2 separate regions of the Mus musculus genome follow, and region 2 is linked to region 1. Evidence: chromatin contacts called from public Hi-C data. All regions are on one chromosome and are shown on one strand. Each heading gives the region's core, a stretch centred on a gene start, on an enhancer-like site or on the middle of the called end of the contact. The rest is flanking DNA. Distances are from core to core; before and after follow the strand shown. Region 1 holds the start of Cyp4v3 (cytochrome P450, family 4, subfamily v, polypeptide 3). Region 2 overlaps Sorbs2 (sorbin and SH3 domain containing 2).

What was found. Hi-C and Micro-C count contacts between places; a contact is called where the count stands out from the background.
Region 2: a contact with region 1 is called in a Hi-C map of liver, with 2.7 times the contacts expected there. The contact joins the enhancer-like site here to the promoter of Cyp4v3 in region 1. A contact is called at or near these places in 1 of 39 promoter capture datasets (pre-B cells) and 2 of 484 Hi-C or Micro-C datasets (both in liver).

What each region holds. Positions count from the first base shown.
Region 1 is chr8:45,329,263-45,335,622 of GRCm38.p6, forward strand. Cyp4v3 (cytochrome P450, family 4, subfamily v, polypeptide 3) reads right to left here and starts at 3,901. Exons shown (of 11, transcript NM_133969.3): 1 at 3,503-3,901. The coding sequence starts at 3,716. The region is part of intron 3 of Gm30504 (a long non-coding RNA gene); the gene reads left to right.
Region 2 is chr8:45,619,252-45,625,461 of GRCm38.p6, forward strand. The region is part of intron 1 of Sorbs2 (sorbin and SH3 domain containing 2); the gene reads left to right. Among named protein-coding and RNA genes, the nearest start is that of Gm16351, 17 kb to the left of the region's middle. Within about 2 kb of position 1,995, at least 21 of the 459 cell types and tissues checked have an H3K27ac peak or open chromatin away from gene starts, as enhancers often do. A contact at or near this core is called in liver, where this site is marked.

The DNA.
Region 1 (6,360 bases), core at 2,651-5,150:
CCTTGGTCTGATGTGATGGGAAGTTAGTGGCCTTTGAATCTGTGGTTAGAAGGAATCAGATCCAAAAGTTGGGCCCCACTGGGAAAGTTGGTTATTTAACACAGAAGACTGGAAAGTGTAAGAGTTTAGCTGCCAACTGGAGTCCACATGCAATGCTGAGAGTGAGGTCACCAAGGCCTGAATCTGGATATTAGCCACAGCATAAAAGGCATAGACTCTTGTATAAGGGACAGTGTCACTCAGATCAGAGGTTGTATCTTATCGGGTTCTGATAGGCCCAGTTTTTCTGAGCTCAATGCTGAGTACAAAGGGCATCAATAAATGCTTGGTTGGCAATTAAAAGGCTTATTGTAAACAAGTACATCTTAGATGAAGATCTAGAAATTTGGCTCAGATCACATAACTGCAAATGTTATTTCTCTAAACGAAATGAGTAAGAGCGACAACAGAACCCTTAGCTCAAAGAGTTCTTAGCGACCATCCAAGCAAGTCGGTTTCATAACTGAAAGTTGGGCAACACTTCTCATCTCAAGTCCAGTGCTTGTTGACTGAATAAGTGATCCCTGTGTGAGGGGCCGTTCTCCTCCCTCAGGCCTACTCCAAGGAGAACAACTTTAAGGAATTGCAGCAGCTCAAAGTTCCTTTCAACTGGTCTTACTCACTAAGACTTCTACAAAATAAGAGACTTTTCAAGAGAAAAGTTGGAGGGGCTCTAAGGCCAAGACCACCCCAAGTAGAATTATGATCTCAAGCATTTAAAATCCCAAATGAGGAAAACCAGAAAGGATCAAAATATCTAACACCTAAAATACTGAAAATAAAATTACAGAAAAAATAATGTGTGAAAATGTTATGGAAGACATTGCCTTAAAATGATGGAAAGTGATTTACTGAAAAGACTGGAGAAATAATAAAACAAAATAAAATAGACACTAGAATGTTCCAGAGGCCACTTTGTGCAATAGAATAAAACAACAATAACACATGGTTTTACAATCAAAACACTCAGACATATTAATGAGGATCATGAGCAGATTAAGTGTGTTTATAAAGAAATGGTTCAAAACTAAGATGTATAAACACGTATCATTATCACTGTAATTGCGTGCACCTCCCGAACCATTGCTAGCGTCTGAAGTGTCATGGTGACAGCAGACAGCAGACATGTAATGGTGACATAGAATTTCCACAATGAGGAAACACAAGTGCCAAAGAACTGAGGCCTCGAGGTTCTCTTTTGTGGGTGCAGATCTCTTCATTCCTCGAGGGTGCTTCAATGTTCTCACACATAAACACACACATTCACACATACATACACACATGCACACACATTCATACATACATACACTCACACATTCACACACAACACACACACATATACCCACATTCACACACACATAAATACACATACATACACATACACTCATACCCATATATACACACACATACAGCCAAGGTTACATAGGAACCCCATCTCAAAAACCAAGCAAATAAAAACTGAATACACACACACACACACACACACACACGTACACATATATATTCAAACACACACCTTCACACATATACATGCATGAACATACACACAACCCCCCTACACATTCCATACACAATGCTTCCTCAAAAAGTCAACCTTTGGATAATGTATTTGTGCTGAGACAAATGTGCCAAGACAATGTCTAAGCTGAATTAGAACCCTAGAGTCTTTGAGCAGTCCAGACTGTGAGGAGTAGCACCAGCGATAGAAAATGAAATACTGGAGAAGAGGAAGTGGGGGAAGGCCAAGGGCTTGCCTAAGCAGTGAAGTCTGAAGGCTGGCAAGCCTGGACTTCTGATGACCAACGTGGCTGGAGAAAAACCTCAGAGAGACACCAGTTTGCTTTCTGCATTGTTTCTTCTGAACTCAGGGTGTTAGGATTCTGCTCATGTTAAAGAGGAATTTTTCTTATCTGGGCCGCTCAGATTCACTAACCTCCTTTAAAAACTCTTTACCAACACTCAAAAATAATACCTTTACCAGGTCTTGGGGTGGTTCATTTTACTGAACATGATGGGGCTCTGTATATAGCAGAGACACTGGACTGTTTCCTGATGGGCATTTTGGGTTTTGTATTTCATCTTCTGCGATTTTCACAGTGGAATGGTTAGGGTAGACTCTCAAGTGTCAGAGTGGAAGGGGATGTTAGCTTTCTTTTGAGTATTATTCAACTAAACAGCATGGGTTTTTATCAACATGGTTCTAACATACATAAAAGTGTTGTTGGATTACTTCTTATAAGTCACACCGATTGTTAGGTGACGAGAATTTGCTTGGATTTCTGCTAGATAGTATTTTCGTACAAACTTTCCCATGGTGTCCCATGTTATTCAAGTTAAGTTGTTGTGACAGTTTTTGTCCTGGGTCGCAGAAGTGATAATAAAGGATCTTAAGAAGATTTAAATGCTTAGCATAGGGAATGCCAGGGTTGTGACATGGGAGTGGGTGGGAGGGTGGGAGAGCACCCTCATAGAAGCAGGGGGAGGGGATGGGATAGGGAGGTTTTGGAGGGGAAACCGGAAAGGGGGATAACATTTGAAATGTAAATAAAGAAAATAACCAATAAAAAATTTAAAAATAAAATGAGATGCAACTATATTAAAACCTATATTAAAGAAGATTTAAAATTGATGGTCAGCCCGTAAAACAACTATTAATAGTTAATCTGAAGAAAAGGTAGGATCTGGTGTAGGTTCTTTTAAAATGTGCCATCTGGAAGTCTCTTCTCAGTTCTGGATGTCCAGGCTTACACAGCCATGAAGATTAAGTGTTAAGACTGAATACACTATCTCTAACAGGGAACCACAGATACCACTATTTTTAAGAACTTTCTGACTTTAGGTATTTTTCTAAAGCAAAAGAACAAAATTTTTTTGCATAAAACATTTCTTTAAAATTATTTCAGGTTTAAAAAACACCACCAACAACAATAACGACAAAAACCTCTCCAATAAGTAAGATTTTTGAACCTAGCCATATAAATTTACTTCAAGGCCCTTGGCAGTAGAGTCTGCTGAAGTGGCCTTGAAAGACTTCCTCAGAAGGATTGATCTACAAAGGCCAAGAGGATTTTAACTGCATATCAATCAATTAATTTTACTTGGAAAGACTGTAACCTGTTCTATACACACATGCTATATACACATATGTATGTTTGCTATGCTCGTTATAGGATGGGAGGCACAAAGCAATTTGGCAGGCACTAGAGTGGAAATGGGTATGGGGAGAATTAGGAACTTACTCCCTGGAGGGTAAGGGTGAGTTGGAGGGGTGGGGGTGTGGAGGTTGGAAGATTTCTTCTTTCTCCTAGCAGGTCTGAGGGATGTGAAGACCTCAATTGTGGCAAGAAAAAGTTGGGAGGGAGTGGGAGCAGTCCATTAAATAGGTGTCTCTGACTGACGAGGCGCCTAACAGCCTTAGTTAGAGTAGTAGACGGAGTAGACACTTCCTTGTACATACACATACCTGCGTTGTTGGGCTTCATATAAAGCGCGTGTCCCACCAAGGGGTAGGCGCGGGCCACCGACGGGATTGACCGCATCTGCTGCCATTTCCGCGCGTAGCTTACCAGCATCGGAAAGATGCTGATCAGGATAGTGGCGCCGGCCAGGGAGACCGCGCTCGCTGCGCCCCAAAGCAATAGTTTCTGCCCACTGAGCCCTAACCACAGCCACAACATCTCTCTGATTCCCCTCTTCCCTCTGGATTGCCAGTGAGAAGGTGGCGACCAGTCGCTGCCGGGTGCAGAGGAGGGAGGGACAAATTCGGGAACTCCAAGCTCCCGGCTCAGGGCTCAGGAAAAAGAACCCCCGGGGCACACCAGGTCCTCTCAGATCTTCCAGCTCTGGAGCTGGGAAAATCTGTAGCGTCTGCACCACGCCCTGGGGACAAACTTTCCGAGGGGGCGGGGAAAGCTCCCGCAGGTTTGTTGTGATGCCCTGCACGAGTCTGCGTACTACGCGCCAGCCACTGGGGTTCAAGGCGAAAGCGAAAGACCGGAACAACTTCTGAGCTCTGAAGTTCAGAATGCACGTGAAAGCTCACGGTGTGGAAAGATGAGGATGGCGGAGGAAGTCGAATTTAGGGTAGCTTCGGGATGGAGAAGAAACTAGAAATTCGCATCGCCAGTTCCGGACACCCTAGGGCCGGCTAATGTGGGCTGTTAAGAATTTTGCAACTCCCTTGCTTTGTGGAAGGATTACAGATCTCATAAGCAGTCTGTTTTAAAAAATTCAAATGAAGAGTCCTCGGTGTCGAAAGGCAGTTTTTGGAATTCTAAATTCAACTAGCCCTTGCGCAAACCTGCATCAGTTGCTGCCCTAGGGCAGGGCCGGTTGCCCAGGGGCACCGGACACACTCTGGCCCCTGCTTCAGGGTCCGGCACAGCAACCGCCTTCCCATGACCTAGAAGTTTAGGGAAGCCACGTATCCAGTGAGTGTCAGCTGACAGACTGAATCACCAGAACTAAAGGAGAACACAGTCTAGCACTTCCCTAAACATTCTCTGATCAAGGAAAGCCAGAACTAGAGAGAACAAGGGTGGGGATGGAGGGGCTCAGAAGTGGGTGGAAGAAGGCATGCTATGAGGAGGGTTGGCAACAGTAATGGGGCACAGTCAAAGTGAAGCTAAAATGCCAAGCCTGCAGAAAGGGAAAGGCCAGAAAGAAGAAGCTAGCAAAGTTATTTACTAGCTACCCATGGAGGTCTCCAGCCTGAACAGGAGTCCCTGTTCTACACCCCATTGTCCTTACCAAAGGGCAGGATGAGAAGTGCCCTTGCCTACTGCACACTGGGGAGAGTGCCAAGAAAGTTGAAATCCACAGATGCCCTGGATTCTCATTTTCTTGAGAATGTTATTTTCATACAGAGACTGCATGGTGTGCCCACAAACACCCGTGTGGCCTCTGGGACCTGAAGAAAGCACATCTAGGGCTTTCCTCAGTTGAATTTTTAAAAACGTATTACATTCTTTTTAAACTGTATGCAAGCATGGAGATCAGAGGACAACAACCCACCATGTGGTTTTGGAGGCTCAAACGCAAGTGGTCAAGTTTGGTGTCAAGCTCTTTGGCCAGCTGAGCCATGTTGCCCACCCCTGCAGTTACTTTTTACAAAAGAGCCATCTGGTGTGTACTGTCAGGAAAAGAAGTTCATAAAACATTAAGTGAAAGAGCAAAAGAAAACAAATGACGAAGCAAAATATACATTGTTACATTATCGTAAGTATTCAAAGTAGCATGTTATATAGTGTATGTATCCACACTAGTGTAGAACATTAATATATTTCATAAAACATAGTAATATAAATATAGATGCTTCATATGCTGTGGATAATTATGAATATTCCTTCTCTTTGATATCTTTTGACTCAATTATTTCCATTCAGTACATATGCTTATGAGCAGAAGTGCTCGGTGATATGCTAATATATAATTGTCCTTAAAATTGCCTGTTTTCAAGAAGTGTATTGGGGCTGGTGAGATGGCTCAGTGGGTAAGAGCACCCGACTGCTCTTCTGAAGGTCCGGAGTTCAAATCCCAGCAACCACATGGTGGCTCACAACCATCTGTAATGAGATCTGACGCCCTCTTCTGGAGTGTCTGAAGACAGCTACAGTGTACTTATAATAAATAAATAAATAAATAAATAAATAAATAAATAAGAAGTTTATCGATTTACTGTATTTATTATATTCCATGGCTATAATGCACATACACCAATATATCTACGAATGCATAAATATAATGAAAACTTTTCTTTGCAACTACACTAGGCAGGTATGGAGGCAGAAAGTGAAGAGTTGTTTTTGGTTTTGGTTTTTTTGTTTTTGTTTTGTTTTTTTCCTTCTGCGTTGTTGAATCACTTTCAGGCATTCTACAGAAATATCGTGTTTACTTACTGCTGTTAAGTATGTCTCGTGAGCTTTAGTTTGCTTCCCTCTAAAGGGAGCCCTAAAAGGACTGAGGCTGAGCTGTAGGCTCAATTACAGCTATAAGAGTAGAAGATATGCCTCTATGTGATTTGCTGCTAATCTCTGTGGACAAAGGGGAATTGTAAGATAAACCCATCTCTTCACAAACAAGCTTGGGGCGTGTCTCAGTAAGGGACAAACAGGGATATGGGTAAAGGCAAGTTTCCAAACATGGAATGGTGTGAGCTCTACCACACTTTCAGGGTCCCTCCAAAGAGCACTGTCTATTTTCAGGGAGGTGGGGAGAACGGACAGGGACTGGATGCCAAGTGTAGGAGCTTTGTCAGTGTTGCATAAAGGAGGACAGGCATTGAAGATTCGTCCTAAGGGATGGGGAAATCTGTTGATTTGT
Region 2 (6,210 bases), core at 745-3,244, 290 kb after region 1:
CATTCATTGAGCTGGAAACAAGTTGAAGGCAAAGCCAAGCTGGTTCTTGCCATTGAGAACTCCACGTTCTAGCCGACAGTGATCGTGATCCATAAACGGGCAAGCAGATATACAGACACAGTGTGAGCGTGGTCAACTGTAGGCTGGCTAACACCCTGTGTCCAAATGCAGCTACAATCTTATAGGAAAAGCTGGCTCTGTCCATAAATGTCCAGCCCCTGTCCTCAGAAGCATGTCTGGGAACCTCAAGAACTTCTCTCCCCGAGATGTGTGTGTTCCTGTGCTGCTCTGGCTGCACTGCTTTAAGCCTTCAGTCCTTGGTCTTCCCCAGCTGTGCTCCTAAGGACACCCAGGCTTCAGAAGAGAACTCCCCCTCAGAGGCGGCTCTGCCCCTGCAGCCCCTGGATGTTCTTGCAGTCAAGTTCTTCACCACACATACTTAATGAAGGGGTTCTGGGAGTAGAGACAGGAGGGCTATGAGGGAGGATAAGGTAATCACTGATTTAAATGAGCAGGCAAGGAAAGCATTCACCACAGGGAGGGCAGGGTTGGGGCTGAATAGGCCTCCAACAGCTTCACTTGGCATAGCAGGATCCAGGGACCCTTCAGCGCCAGCCAATAGCCAGTGCCTATATCTTCCTCCATGACTTCCACTGGTCCTCAGGATTTGTGATGGCCAACAATAAGGCTCCCTGTCAATTTGTGAGGTCTGGAACCTCCAGGGAGGCACGCACCTCTGGGCATACCTGAGGGTAATTGCAGAAAGGTTTACCTGCAAAGGGAAGACCCATCGAGAGTGTGGGTAACACCTTTTTAGGAGTTGGGGACCGGGACTGAATAGGGAGAAGGAAGCCAGCTGGCTTCAGTGTTTATTTCTCTCTGCTTTTTGACTTTGGGTTCGTGAGACCAGCTGGCTTATGACCCTGCCGCCATGTTATCCCCACTAGGATGGACTGTAACCTCAAACTGTGAGCTCAAATTAACCTTCCTCCTTCAAGTTGCTTCTTGTCTGGTAGTCCATCACAGTAATGAGAAAAGCAATTCACACCGCATCTGATCATTCCTCTCAACAGGAGCCAAATTAACAACATGGTTTTTGTTTGTTTTTTGGTTTTTTTGTTTTGTTTTGTTTTTTAAACCTGTGTTCTATGCTCATCTACTTTTTACAATTATATATAGGAAGTTTCCAGACATCTGTATCTATCATAGTTCTCCTCACAGTATAGCAATGCAATAGCAATGAGAAACAGAGGACCAAAGGGCACATGAGACCCTTTCAGTTCAGTTAGTTTGCATAACAACTGTTTCCTGAGTTAGATAATATCTCCTAAGGCTCAGAACAGGTTAAGTCCCCCACCAGATCCCTACAGCGGATGCTGACAGCAAGGTTGGGTCTGTGCAATCTATTTATTTGTTCAGTTAAGTAGAGAAAAAAATCAATTACACTGGCATATGGGTTTGAAACTAGGATGAGGAATAGCCCTTGGCTAAGCTGCTTGAGTCTGCCGGGACACCAGCAGGGATACCCTGATGGACTGGTGATCCACCACACTAGAACGGACACTTCTTCACTGGGTCAAATCAGCCCTTCGGATGCTCGCTCTGATGATGTCCAGCCAAGCCAGCAACATAGGAGGGAGCAACCAGGAATGAAGCTTGGCAGAGCTTTATTTCAAGATAGCCGGGTGGCTCTCAATGTAAGTGACGCCCAGGAGTCCACTGGATGAAAGTGTCTGTGACAATGAGAGATGCTCTCTGTGTCACCATGGCCAGTGTCATCTGGCTGTGCTTACCTGTATCCACTGTCCCTTTTCCTCATCCTCAGCAGATCACTATTACACATCTCTGAGGCTATAAGGAGCCTGGTGAAAGGCCAGCATCTGCAAGCTACCTCTGGGATTGGGGCCAGAAAAGGAGATCTCAGGCCGGCTGCCTGGAGAATGGAGGAAAGGTGCTGAGGACAGGCCAAGCTGGAGATGTAGCTCAGCGGTAGAGTGCATGCCTGGCCTCAGCAGGACACACTTTCTTTTTCCTAGCTGTATATGGTGCCCTTGGCAAGCCTTTTCCTGGATCCTGAATCCTATGTGATAGGACGTAACTCTTCGGCTCATTCTTACTTCTATGATTGAATCTCAGCATTTGTATCAGAAGTGTTATATCAGAATCATTTATATCTCTGAAGGACAAAAGGTGACAGACATTCTTCTTTTCAAATTTTTTTTTTTTTTCTGGGCATTTGCGCATTTAGCTGCTTCCGGATTTGGCCTTTGCCTCCTCAGCATTTACAAACCCTGCCAAGTTTCACCCTGTCTCTCATGGGTTTCTTTTCAATGGCTCCGGTGAAACCAGCAGCCTTTGTTTTAAAGAGTTTCTTGCCAGGCTTCCTTTGCCGAAGCTGATGTTTCCTTACTGATCTAATACTGCTGGGACGACAGAGCCCCGGGCTGCTTCTGAGCTGGGCATTTGGCACTCTGCTGGCACCTCCCCGGGAGGCATTGATTCCACTGGCTATCGCGGTAAGTGGCAAAGGTCACCCTAGATACACTCCAGATGTGGCCGAGTGCCTCCCGAAAACAAAGTATGGTTCCCCCCACGGGAGAGAAATGGCTGCCAGTCTCCTCTCCCCTGGCCACTTTTCAAGATTATGAGGAAACACAGTCACTCTCGCTGAGCCTAGGTACAGGTCTCTCCTGAGCATCTCGTAAACTCACAATGTGCACTGAACCAGACCTCTGGCCTTGAGCCGAGCCTAGCAAAACCTGTTTGTGTTCAAGGGGTTAGTTCTCAGAACAGGAAGCAGGTTGGTGGGTAGTATAATTACAGGTTAGTTTTGTTGTTACTGAGTAACATCCCCGCAGGCTCCTACTGACATGTATAAATGCAGACTGTACGATGAAGGTCCCCTTTCAGTTTCCATGATCATAGTCATTTGCAAACCTGGAGCTTGGGGAGGCTGGGATATCTAAAGGAACGCTGTTATTACAGAGTAGCCGAGAGCATCTTAGGCCTTCCTAACTCTGCTTCCTGGGCCTCTTGCCGTCTTTCCCCACTACTTTCTGGAAGGGTTGCAGAACGGCAGGGATCTGATTTCTCCTCATGGGATAGCCTTCTATGATACACACTTGGTAGTGCCATGTGTGTAGATTATCTTATGTCAAGTTTTTTTTTTTTTAAGTTTTCAAAAGAACACCAACATTTTCACCACTTCTATGATAAGGGTTCGTTCTTCTGTAATTGTTTTCTTAATTTTGACTTACTTGGTACTTGGATTTCTGAAAAGCCTTCAGTAGGCTGGACTGGTTTGGGTGTTGGGGGCTGGACATATGACTGTCACTCTGGATATTAATGGAAATTAAAATTCTTTGCTGGATATGAAGGCGTGAACCCAACAGCCTGAAGAGGTCTCTATTTTCCAGGACAGCATCTTAGAGAATGGATTCTTTGAACCAAACCTAATTGACTTGACTTTTCAATCTCGAATCTACTTTCTAATCCTATCCAAGGTGGTTGTCACATTCCCCGTCATGGACCCAATTAGGATGCACATTATTCCTGTCATTGTGAGAATGGCGAAACACTTAAGAGTGTGGAGCAACCTTTAGCCCATTCCGTTTGTTTTGAGGGATTAGGAACTTCTGCATATGCTTTATGAAACTGTGATTCCATTAATCAAACCCCACTCCAGCTTTACTCCCCACACTGAGCCTTACACAGAGTTTCTCTGTTACAGGAGAAGAGATCTTTTGGTAGAACCCAGGCATGGAGGCTCTAGCGTAGGTGTGCTCAGGAGTGTGTTGACCCAAGCAACAATGCTCTCATTGAGTTTTACGGCAAAGAAGGAACCAGGTTAAGAAGGGGTTCAACTTGGGAATCAGCAGATAAGTGGCTTGTGATCAAGACACCAGGAAGCAGCAAGAATAGGGAAACAGCGAATTCTTTTCAAGAAAATACAAAATATCCCCAATAGTTCTCACCGAAATAGCTTTTTAATGGGAACAGCAATAATACCTTAGTTAGTCTGCAGTTTATCCATCTTCATTTGCAACTTTACTAAGAAGTTGTATGACATCAAGTTACCTTAACCTTAAAATTCCAAGGGCTATATTTTATTCTATCTTTAAAAATAACTTTGCAGCATGACAAGAGAAGGTTAAAAACTATAGAAAAGTGGAAAGAATTGCAAAATCAGATAAAAACATCCTTCACCTAAGACCCACAAGGTGATAGTATGGTGCATATTTGCACTGTCCTCATTTAAAGAAAAATGATAGCTAATAGATAATGATAGACAAGTGATAGAGAGACAGATAGATAGAGGATAGATAATATATAGACATGATAATAGATATATAGGTAGACAGATAATAGACAGACAAAAGATAGATGGTAAATATGGATATATTTATGTATAACTTAGCTCCTAGATAGATAATAAATAATTAGGTGGTAGGTAAAAGACATAAATTACAAATAATATAAATTTGTATGAGGTATAAATTAGCCCTTAAAAGAATGACAGATAATAGATAATGTATAATTTTACCAATTTATCCAATATTATTTCTAAACATTCACTGTGTTTTATTAAATACATACTAAATAATTAGAGTATATTATTTAGATTACACTGTATATATTCTAGTATGGTAGTACATGTTTTCATACAGAACATAGTGTCCAAGTGTAAATTCTTACCATCATTCTACAGTTTATTTCATTAAAAAAGCCCCCCAGAAACAGTGTATGTACTATTTTTATATGTCAATGGATACCTTACTGACTTTTAATTACATTACAAATGTAATTATTATATATAGAAATTTGAAACTATTTTATAGACATTCTGCTTAAAACTACACAGTAAGTCAAACACCTCAATAGGGGAAACATGCAAAACTGTCAGTAAGAATTCGACAGAGGTGGTGACGTAAAAGACCTCCAAATGAAGAGATGTTCAATTTTGTTAATGACTAGAGAGATAATAAGACAGTAATAAATGATGATTTCACAGCTACTACCCTGGCTAAAATTTGAAAACAAGATGATACCAAGCATCCTGACTAATGAGACCAAAGCAAGGGCCTGCCAGGTCCAAGGCACTAGCAATGTAGAAGACATCTCATCTCACCGTGAAAGATGAGCTAAAAGGCCAGATTTGCCTCTTAGAAGCCTGTCCATAGCAATGCATAAATGAACACCTGCACGAGAAGAATAGGAGTTAGATATTTGAATTAGAATGGACTCATAGGACAAGAGAGAGATTGATAAGCCATGCCAGACAAAGTTTGAAGAGTGGGGTTTTGATATAAAGGAAAAGCCAGTTAGGACCCAAGTCCTTATACAGAGCTGCACTTAGCAAGCCCTCTGCAACCTTGGGTTCAACATTAGCAGATTCAGCCTATCACCTATAAAAAAGTATTCACAAATGCTTCCATGTGGTGTGATACATAGTAGGATACAACTATAACACTAGGATTTAAGAGGCAGAGGCAGGAGGATCAAGAATCCAAATTTAGCCTCAACCAGGTAGCAACTTTGTCTTGGATAGGGTTTCATTGCTGTGAAGAGACACCATGACCACAGCAACTCTTATAAAGAAAAACATTTCACTGGGGCTGCCTTACAGTTTCACAGGTTTAGTCCACTATCATCTCAGCAGGAAGCTTGGCAGCACTGCAGGCAGACATGGTGCTAGAAAAGGAGCTGAGAGTTCTACATCTTGATCTATAAGCAGCAGGAGACTTTGTCCCACACTGGATGTAGCTTGAGCATTCAAAGCCCAACCCCACAGTGACATACTTCCTCCAACTAGGCCACACCCACGTCAATGTGGCCACACCTCCTAATAGTGCCAATCCCTATGAGCTAAGCATTTAAACACATGATTCTATAGGAGCCATTCAAACCTATTGAATAGGGAGACCTATTCAAACCACCACAAAACTCAAGGTCACTGGAGACTAATGAGACCTGCCTCATAAACATGTGTGCATCTAGACTTCTTAACACTATTTTCTAAGTAATATGACACAACATGCATAGTGTTTACATTGAATTAGATGTGATCTGTATGGCAACACATCGTTTTATACAAAAAGACTTGAACCTCTGATGACTATGTTATCCTCGATGAGAGAAGGTTGCCCTGGAACCATTCTCCATTAGTTAACAAGGGACAACTCTTTAACCATCAATAAAGATGAATATGGG